Regions from separate parts of the Mustela erminea genome. Here region 1 is linked to region 2. Evidence: chromatin contacts called from public Hi-C data. All regions are on one chromosome and are shown on one strand. Each heading gives the region's core, a stretch centred on a gene start, on an enhancer-like site or on the middle of the called end of the contact. The rest is flanking DNA. Distances are from core to core; before and after follow the strand shown.

The links. Hi-C and Micro-C count contacts between places; a contact is called where the count stands out from the background.
Region 1: a Hi-C map of spleen shows a contact between it and region 2, with 4 times the contacts expected there. The contact joins the promoter of TTLL11 here to the promoter of PDCL in region 2. A contact is called at or near these places in 2 of 3 Hi-C or Micro-C datasets (fibroblasts and spleen).

Annotation. Positions count from the first base shown.
Region 1 is chr12:12,488,907-12,493,980 of mMusErm1.Pri, reverse strand. TTLL11 (tubulin polyglutamylase TTLL11) reads right to left here and starts at 2,739. Exons shown (of 9, transcript XM_032306850.1): 1 at 2,044-2,739. The coding sequence starts at 2,739.
Region 2 is chr12:11,769,415-11,774,798 of mMusErm1.Pri, reverse strand. It overlaps PDCL (phosducin-like protein), which reads right to left and starts at 1,619. Exons shown (of 4, transcript XM_032307976.1): 1 at 1,427-1,619.

The DNA of each region.
Region 1 (5,074 bases), core at 1,490-3,989, 720 kb before region 2:
TTCCTCTTCTCCCCCAGCACCTACTAAGCTCTAAGAAGGGACAGGGAGACACACATCACATCATGTGTTCATCCATTCAACAAGTATTTATTGAACACCTACTATGCGCCAAGCACCTGAGGATACAGCAGTAAATAAAACAAAGCCCCTGCCCGCATGGAGCTTACATTCTAATGACGGAAACAGGTAATAAACAACAACACACAATATAGTGTTGAGTAGAGTTTGTAATAAAGAAGAGTAAAGGTTGGAGGAGGGATCAAAGGGGAAGGCGTCTCTGAGGAGGTGGCGTTTGCCCTGACATGGAAAGTGACAGAGTGAGCCATGCAAATAATTGGGAAAAGAGCATTTCAGGAAGCAGGAGCAAAGACGCTATAATCACTGCAATGGGTTTTTCTACTTGTGTTTTATCCCTACTGAACTTAATGTCCTGGAGGCAGAGGTTACATCTTAAGGGTCCTTGATTCCCAGGGTCCAGCATCCATGGCAAACACTCACAGACTGAGTGCATGAACCTGGCATGTATGCCTGCTCGTTTCTGAGTCCTTCTGGCTGCATCTCTCAAGATCTAGTCAGCTTCATGTCTCTCTCTCCCACAGGGCTAAGCTAAGTGGGGCCGGTCAGCCTCGCCTGGTTCTTGTGGCCTGGTTTCAGTCCCTGGATTCTTTTTTCATTAAGACTACGGCATTGACAAGTTCTCCAATTCCATGTTGTTCTGGCCGTCTTATCTCTGGCCCAGACCTGGGCTCCTGCCCAGAACAGGGAGCCCTCCTTGCAGGTTTCCTAGGCATGAAAGTCCTCTGAAACCCCAGCCCCAAGCCTGGGGACTCTGACACTAGTAGAGCGGGGAATGGGAAGTCAGATGCCCCCAATGGCTAACCCTTTCCCACCTGAATCTTGACTTCCCTCCAAACTACATGACTCCTTCCTGTTGGGACGCCAACCTTCTGACCTCATTGATCCTTTCTGTGGCCATCCCTCTGTGTGTTCCAACTTCATAAAACCATTCCTGAATGTCTGCCATAAGCCAAGCATAGAGCTAAGTACCCGAATCTTCATGTTGCCTGCTGAAGATGCCCATTCCATCAGCAGACCATCTGAGTCTAAGGCTCCAGACTTGTCTCCCCTAAATTACAATCCGCCACTCCTGGGACCCTGTTAAATAGCCTTAGAAGCTGAAAATTAAGTCAAATGGCTATACCCAGTCAGCCAACTGCAACAGGCAGCCCTCTGTGTCCCAGCCCCCGCCAGGTCGAAAATGTGTTCAGGGATGAATAACCCATCCCTTCACTCACCCGGGCATCCACCACTTACTGACACGCACTATATGCCAAGGCCTAGAATGTAAAATACAGGTCCTGCCCTGATGATGATGCTGGTGGCGGTGACAGCGATGGAGGAAGAGGGAGAGGAGAAGGTGGTGGGATGAGTTACCATTTATTGCACACTTGTGCCACGCTACAATAAGCAGAGTCCTCTAACGCTGATAGGAGACAGATTATTGGCTTCACTTTACAGGAAGGAAACAGGCTTAAGAGGTGAAACAACTTGCTCCTCGAAGTCGCATACCTAAGTGGCAGGGTGTGCTGAGACCCTAAGTCTGTCTGCCTCCAAAGTACCAACTCCTCAACCGCCGCACAGGAAGTGCTGTACCATGAGAACGTGAATGAAGTGACAGAGAGGGTCCCGGGCCCCGAAGACCCAAAGCTGGTGGAGGAGACAGACACAGAAGCTAAGATCTACAATGTAGGGGAGTGCTGGCGTCTGGGGCGGGTGAGCGCTGATGGTTAGAAGCCAGAGCCGTAGTGTTAGGGGAGCCAGGGGAAGGAGTGACTAACTTGACCCGGAGCGGGCTTCAAGTCTTCGGGAGGAAGTGACTTTGGCGGCTAGGCCTTGAAGGATGAGCACTTGGGAGCCTGGTGCTCAACAGGAGCTCAGCCCTCAGCCCTCAGCCCTCAGCCCTTAGCCCTGGGCCGTGACAGGTCCTCTGAGGACGAACAGTGCACCCTCCCCCCGTGCCCACGCGGCCGGGCCGGGCCTCACCTCCTTCCACTTGAGCTGGCGGATGCTGATCTTCAGGGCGTCCAGGGAGGTCCTGGCCTTGGAGCTGTCCACGGTGACCGGCCGCTGGGAGCAGTATTCGTCCGCCGAGCGGCCCGAGCTCCGCCGGCAGCCCCGGCCCTTGCTCCGGGGCTTCCGGTGCGGGCAGAGGCCCCGCACCCGCGCCGGCTGCGGCTTCGCCAGGGGCAGCGTGGGCGGCGGCCGCGGGGTCACCAGGGCGTCCCCCTCCTCGGCCGCGCGGGGCTGCGCCCGGGCGCGCTCCTTGGACTGCTCCTCCGCCGCCTTGCGCTCCGGCTCCCCGGCCGCGCCGGAGTCCACGCCGACCGGCTCCCCCGCAGCCGCCGCCGGCGCTTCGGCCACGGCCACCGCCTCCGCCTCCCAGCCGGCCGCCAACTCCCTCTCGGAGCTGCCCCGCTGCATGGCGCTCAGGGCCGGTACCAGCGCCAGTGCCACCGCCGCCGCCGCCGCTCGGCCGTCCCGGCCCGCGACCAAACTGCCGCCGCGGCCACGCGCTCCCCTCCAGAGCCCGTTGCCATGATCGCTCAGGCTTTGGTTGACAAGGGCGGGCACCTCCTCGGGACGGGGCCCGGGAAGGGACAATCGCGGCCGGAGCCGCGGCGACCTCATAGGCGGCGGCGCCCACGTGATCAGGCCTGTCACAGAGGCGCGGGCGGCCATCTTGGAAGAGGGCGGAAAGCCGCCTGGCTGAGTCCGGGGGCTGCGGAGGATCTCAAACAAGAGACCCGCTTTCCCCCACCCCGCTACACAGTCGCTGGAATAACAACCTCGGAAGAAGGAGGCAGGACCTCGTTGCGGGGAGGGAACTCCACTATCTGGAAGCACCTCAGTCTGATGCTGGCCGGGACCGGTCCAGGCCCTGGGGGAGCAGGTATCCGCTGAAAGAAGCACCTGCTGGGCCTGGGAGAGCCCCAGACGGAGAAGGGAGGCATCTTTCCCTGCTCTCAGCGCCGCATGGGATGGAGAAGCCCTACGCATTCCCCGTCAAGTGGAGGGCATTAACACCGCTTTTCTTATTATGTCCCTTTTTTTATTGTGGAAAAATAAACATAAAAGTTGCCATTTTAACCTTTTTTTAGGCGTGCCATTCGATAGCATTAAGTGAGTTCACACGAGTGTGTAAAAACCATCACCAACACCCATTTCTGGAGCTTTTTCACCTTCTCCAAATGGAACTCTGTACTCATTAAGCCATAACTCCCCATCCTTCCTCCCCCCAGCTCCTGGCAACCACCACTCTACTTTCTCTCCATGAATTTGACTCCTCCAGGGACCTCATTACATACAAGTGGAATCATACAATATTTGTCCCTCTGTGTCTGGCTAATTTCACTCAGCATAATGCCTTCAGGGTTCATCCACGTTGTAGCATATCTCAGAATGTCCTTCCTTTTTAAGACTGGATAATGTTTTGCTCATGAATCCACCACAGTTTCTCTACCCATTCATCCGTCAATGGACATTTGGATCGCTTCCACCTGTTGGCTGTGGAGAATAATGTTGCTAGGAGCACGGGTACACAAATACCTTTTCAAGTCCCTGCTTTCATTTCTTTTGGGATGAAATATACTTTTAAAGCCAATCCAAGGCGAGGGTTCTCTCCTCTTGCCTTAGGGAGCCACATTTTTTTTTTTGAGGGAATGCAGTTGGGAAGGTGTAACAGCACCCCCAGACTGAAGACATTAACCGTAACTGCACACAGGTGGCCCCTCTTTCTCACTCATATTCTCTGGTCTCTTGTTTCTTTGTTTTGGCTTTGGGATTCCCTTCCTAAATAAACTGCCTTAAAATGCACCAGTCATAAACTCAAGAGGTCCAAACGTCCTTTTAGCAGCAGAGGGCGCTCTCATCTCTTCCTCTGGCGGCCACCGTGGTTTGTTTCAGTGTTTAAGTATAACCTGTATCTGAGTTATCTGGGGTGCTTATTTAGAAAGCAGCTTCCTGAACCCCAACCCCAGGGATTTTGACACAGAATATTTGGGTGGGACTGGGAGTCTGTATATTAAATTAGCTCCTTTGCTGGTGCTAAGGCATCTCGCCTCAACCATTTGATCTAGCCTATGTCAAGTCCTGGGGAGATCCTTGGAGCTGTCCGTGGTACCAAAGAAAAGCCCTCGCCCTTCCCCATTGTCTCTCCACCAACCAACCACCCTCCTCAAATGCTGTCTCTTCTCCTCCAACCCCGATCTCATCGAGAGGTACCGCCTTTCTTCAGTCATCCATGCCAAAATTGCAGCGCCTTAACTTATTCCTCTCCCTGGCCTCCTAAAACCAGTCCATCTCCAAGTCTTACAGGTTTTACACTGAAATGTCTCTCTCCTCTTTCCTCTCTTGTCCATCCTTATTATCATTGTTCCAGTCCAAGCCTTTAGCCTGGACCATGCACCAGCCTCCATGGGTCGCCCTACATCAGATCTCACTCAGATGTCTCCATCTTGGATAAGCTTTCCTCAGTGCCCACAAACAGAAATAGTTACTCTCTCTATCCCTCTACTGACATACATGATAACCCTCTACCATGGTATGTCTGTCACACTACATAGAAACCATCTTAGCCTCCTCCATTAGTCTAAGAAGGAACATGTGTAGCCTGGTCTGATTCATCTCTATATGTCCTTTCCAGGGGTTAGAACAAAGAGGTCCTCAGAAAGTAGTGAGAATGCATACTTTAATAGTTGTTTTCCACTTCATTTCCCAAATCTGTAAAGTCCATTCCATGCAGAGATACTCATATTCATTTGGCCTTGCATCTCAAAAACCTTCTGCCTCAGGGCCTTTGCACATGCCCTTCCCTCTGCCTAGAACACTTTTCTCTAGAACTCTTGCCGACTGCTCCTTCAGCATTTAGTATAAATGATACATCTACAGAGATATCTCTGATTTCTCAATCTAAATCATCCCTCATCAGATGAAATAGTGATGCAAGTGAGAAAAACAGGAAGAATCAGAAGGCAGTGTACAATTAAGTGCAAATAAGGCAAGGAGTAAAAAAATT
Region 2 (5,384 bases), core at 370-2,869:
TGAACCAGACAGACAATGGGCTAGGGACTCACTTATGTTAAGATCCTACTATTTTTAAGACCCGAAAACGGATTTTTTTTCTTAAGCATGCCATCCATGCCATCACCCTGGGTGACCGGGTCAATCACGCTCTTTGTGCAGAAGGTAAAACTGAAGCTCAGAACCAACAAATGGTGCCAAGAACCAGCAAATGGTGGAGCTGGGATCAGACCCCAGGGTACCCGACTCCACCAGAGTGAGGGTGTCGGTCACTGTCTTCCGTATACCATAGCTGTACCAGCGTGTTGGCTTGAAGGAATCTACTTACTGACTAGAGGTTTCACCTACACATACTTTTAGGATTTCCTAATCGACTACGACTGCTGGGTAATTGTAAACTGGGTCAGATTCCTCAGGAAAAACTCCAAAGAGCAGCATCAAGAGTATGACGCAGAGTCACTGTTGGTCTAGGTCAATCACTCATCTGTCCCCTTGCCTTCAACTTCCTTGAAGAGCTCAGTGACCCTGTGGATGGATGCGCTCTGAAAGCCCTACCAACTCTGGTTAAAAGAAGGGCCCTGACAAGATCCTACTAATTCCCAAGAGTTCAAAAGGCAATGGTTGGAGCCAAGACTCTGCAACAGAAGATGCCAAGGGCACCTGGGGAGAAAGGTACTGCTCAGCTCCTCAGAGGCCAGCTTGCCCTTCCAGAAGTCATGGTGACAACTTGAGTCCCTCCTCTAAGCATCGCAAACATGCTTCCTTCATTAGAGGAAGGGAGGGCCTGTCAAACTCCAATACAGCGTGGCTCTCCCACGAGGCAAGGGGTTGCTGAAAGCAGGGGCGTCCAAGGTCCAGCGCAAGGTCTCCGCACCATTCACTAAGCACAGCCGGACGCAGTCCGGTTCGGCGCGGGAACGCGAGACCCCAGTAGTCAGACAGGGAATGTGCACAGAAGGCAGGGCTGATGGAAAGAAACGTGCATATACGGGGGTCTGGGGGTGAGGAGGGGCCGCGGGGGGCCAGAACCAAACTTAAAAGAGACGAGGAGCGGTTCGGACTGCACAGGATGGGCGGAGAGACTGGCCAGGGGTGCGCTCGGTGAGGGCGGGGCCTCTGAAGAGGACGCGGCTAGGGCGGGGCCCGTGGAGATGCTCCCGGAGAAGGCGGGGCCGGCGGAGAGGGCGGGGCTCCTGAGGGGAGGAATCGGGGGTGGGGCTGAGAAAAGCGGAAGGGCGGGTGGAAGAGGCGGGGTCGCAGGGGGAGGTGAGGGTGGGGCCAGCGGAAGGGCGGCAGAGGGGCGCGCGGAACTTTTGGGGGAACCTAATGGAGGTGGGACCAGAGAAGGGGGGGCGGAGCATGGGAATCGCGGCGGCCGTAGGGGCCGAGGGGCGCGCAGACATCACCTCCCACCCGTGTCCATGCCCGCCGCTTCTTGCCGACTGACCTCAGTGCAGTTACCCCGCCTAGCTCAGTCCGGATCCTTTCGGGCCGGCAGCTCTGGGCACTTCGGAAGGAAGGACACGCTGGGTTGGAGGAAGAGAAGTGGGTCAGCGCCTTGAGCTCTAAGAGAAAAGCCGCCGGAGTCCCGACTGCGCGAACCAATGAGGCGGCCTTCCTGTGGTCGGGCGGACGCACGCTGCCCAATTAGGGAAGGCCTCCTCCGGGGCTGAGGGAAACGCTACGGGTCCTTCTTTGGGACAAAACACCTCGACGTCGGTAGTACTCTTCAGTCGGCTTTGTTTTAATTTAAAAGAAAAGTTACCTTGTACGTACCTAGTTTATAATACCAAGAAAAGTTTGTTTAGTTATCTTTGACATTTCTGAAACCATTCCACTTGTGTTTCTTATTGCTTCTTAATCACATCGCGGCCCTTAAAACAAGACAGACTCAGAGACGTAAAGTATTTTGACCCAAAACACACAGACTTGCATTAACAAAAAAAAGGAAAGAAAAAAAGCCAGGACCCTGACCACGCTGGTGAATTTCTGAATTGGATCCTGGAACGGAAAAAGGACATGAACGGGACAACTGATGAAATAAGGTTTATTAACAATAATAGTGTATCAGCAGTATTGATAATTGTACTATGGTTATGTAAGATGTTAACCTTCGACTATTCAGGGTGAAGAATATAGAAGTCCATGTTACTTTTGCAACTTTTTAAAAAATCTAAAATGATTTCAAATTGAGTCCTTATTAAGTGTCCAATACACAGCCATAAAGTAATTCATAGAAAGCTTTGTACAAACTGAATCATCCAAAATAACCCTAAAACAATACACTCTAAAATAGGGCTCCTAATTTGAGGGAGAGATCCTCAACTTGTGGTCCTGCAAATTGTCTGGAAATTGGTATATATGCGCATTTTCCTAAGAAGCTGTTGGTTCAGGCTATCAAGAGTGAGAACTTCGCTCCCCAAATTTAAGAACAGTTCATCCTATGGAGACCTTATGGTGACTTTGGTGTTTTTGTTTGCAGAGTGAATCATCTTAACGTAATCAGATTTGTGTGTTGAACGGCAGCCAGCCGGAGGATGATTGTGATCTGCCCTAGGTGACAAGCCAGAACCCAGCAACCGAGCTTCTGTGAGGCAGATTCCCCATTAATACCTGTTAAATGAATGCTACATGAGTGTATTTGCTTTTAATTGTTTTTCTGACATCTCCCGGAAGCAAGGATCTTCTTCATCCCTGGTAGTGCTTTGTCCTTCAAAATTTGAGGGCACCTGGGTGGCTCATTTGGTTCAGGTCATGATCCCAGGATCCTGGGATCACCCTCCTGGGCTTCCTCCTTAGCAGGGAGCCTGCTTCTCCCTCTCCCTCTACTTACTTCTCTCTCTCCCTCTGCAGCTCCCCCGGGTTTGCTCTCCCACTCTCTCTCTTTCTCTCTCTCAAATAAATAAGTAAATAAAATTTTAACCAAAAAAATTTTTCTTTGGGACGCCTGGGTGGCTCAGTTGGTTAAGCAACTGCCTTCGGCTCAGGTCATGATCCCAGCGTCCTGGGATCGAGTCCCACATCGGGCTCCTTGCTCTGCAGGGAGCCTGCTTCTCCCTCTGACTCTGCCTTCCACTCTGTATGCCTGTGCTCGCTCTCGCTCGCTCTCTCTCTGACAAATAAATAAATAAAATCTTTTTTTAAAAAAAAAATTTTCTTTTTCACTTTAAATTGAAGGCTGTAATCCTCAGTGCTACCCAAGGATCCTTGTTTCCCTGGGCAGGTTACCCTCCCATTCACTGAAAGGAGCAATTCACATCTCTTTTCTCAAATCCTCAGTGCTCTCTCCCCTCTCCTGGTTCAGTTTATGACCTTGGTTCTTATTTCACCTAAAAAACAGAAGCAGTCAGGAGCTGAAGACACCTCAAAAAAACAAAACAATCAGAAGCAATCAAAAGAGACTTGTACTTGTGTCCACCCTCAAAACCTACCAACAACCTCCTGCATCTGTACCTATTAAATGTCTCACTGCCGCAGTGGCTTCTGCTCCTCCAGCTTAGTAAAGGACTCTTCTGGCAATGACCTCCCCTCAGTCTCCCCTGCAAATACAAACTTGCTTTCTACAGCCTGCTAATATGCTTTCCCGGTTCTTATCTCCAAAAGAAAAAATCCGCTCAGATACCATTTACCACCATTCAAATTGTTAAAAATCAGAAAGTTTGATAACAGCAAGAGTATGGGGAATACATTGCAGGTGAGGTGTAAATTGATACAACTCTTACATATGAGATACATTAGTCAATAATACAAAAATATATACCTTTACTCTTAATCATAGGAAACAAACTGAGGGTCCCTGGAGAGGAGGGGGGTGTGGGTGGGGATGGGTCATTGGGTGATAGACATTGAGGACGGCATGTGATATAATGAGCACTGGGTATTAGATAAGACTGATGAATCACTGAATTCTCTACCTCTGAAACTAATAATATACTATGTGTTAATTTTAAAAAGAACTTAGGGAACAGTGAATGACTGACTAAAGTTTTCAGAAGAATCTGGCTCAAGGTATTCAATAGTATAAAAAATATAAATACCTTGTGAATTATATATTTGCTGTTTGAACATTAGAGAGAATCAACAAACTATAAAAAATACTTTTAAAGATTTAATATTTTTTTAGCTCAGAAATTCCACTGCTGGAAATTCATCCTTTCTATATACTTGCATGAACGTAGTATTTAGTTTAAAAAAAAAAATGCAAGTTGGTGGAGAGCATTACGTATTAGTTTCCTGCCTTCTGCATAAACTATATATACAAATAGGGACGCCTGGGTGGCTCAGTTGGTTAAGCCTCTGTTTTTGGCTCGGGTCATGGTCCCAGCGTCCTGGGATTGAGTCCCACATCAGGCTCCTTGCTCTGCAGGGAGCCTCCTTCTCCCTCTGCCACTTTGTCTGCCTGTACTCTCTCTCTGACAAATAAATAAATAAAACCTTTAGAAAATATATATATAGACAAATGATGTTATTTGCTTATATTTGCTCAAAGAAAAACATTAAAGAATATGTAAGAAACAGAATGATTATCTTCAAGGGGCAGAAGTGAGTAAGGACTGGAAGGCAGACTTTTTATATAGAACTTGGTATGTTCTAGAGTTCTAAAGGATAATTTTGGGAGGTGTCTCGGTTGGTTAAACATCTGACTCTTGATTATGGCTTGGGTTATATCTCAGTGTCCTGGGATCAGCCCCATGTCCCACTCTGCACTAGGCATGGAGCCTGCTTGGAAGTCTCTCTCTTCCTCTGCCTTGGCTCCTCCCTACCCTGCTTGTGCTTTCTCTCTCAATCTCTCTCTCTTTTTCAAAGAAAATCTTTGGAGTTAATACTATCTGAAATTGTCCCTTCTGGTACAGTTTTTTTTTTTTTCAAGGTTTATTTGTTTATTTGACAGAGAGAGATCACAGGTAGGCAGAGCAGCAGGCAGAGAGAGGGGGAAGCAGGCTCCCTGCCGAGCGGAGAGCCTGATGTGGGGCTCCATCCCAAGACCCTGAGATCATGACCTGAGCTGAAGGCAGAGGCTTAACCCACTGAGCCACCCAGGCTCCCCCACTTCTGGTACAGTTTTAAGGCTGATTTTCATTTATGTCTCTTAATATATTCACTCTCTTGGGTATATATGACTGAGGGATGTATCTAGTGGTGTCCTTGTTGGGAATATAGTTTGACATCTGTCAGGAGTATGTCTATGTGAGTTAGTTACCTAGCGATATTCAACAGGACTGCTCAACGTAGCAGAATTTGGGGATGGTTTGGACAATGACATTTCTGTCTAATAGGAATACCACATGTAATTTATAGTTCTTAAGGTGATTTACTTGTAGTGCTTTTGTTTGTTTATCCAAAGAGTATATTGAACGTATTTCTGGGGCACCTGGGTGGCTCAGTGGGTTAAGCCTCTGCCTTCA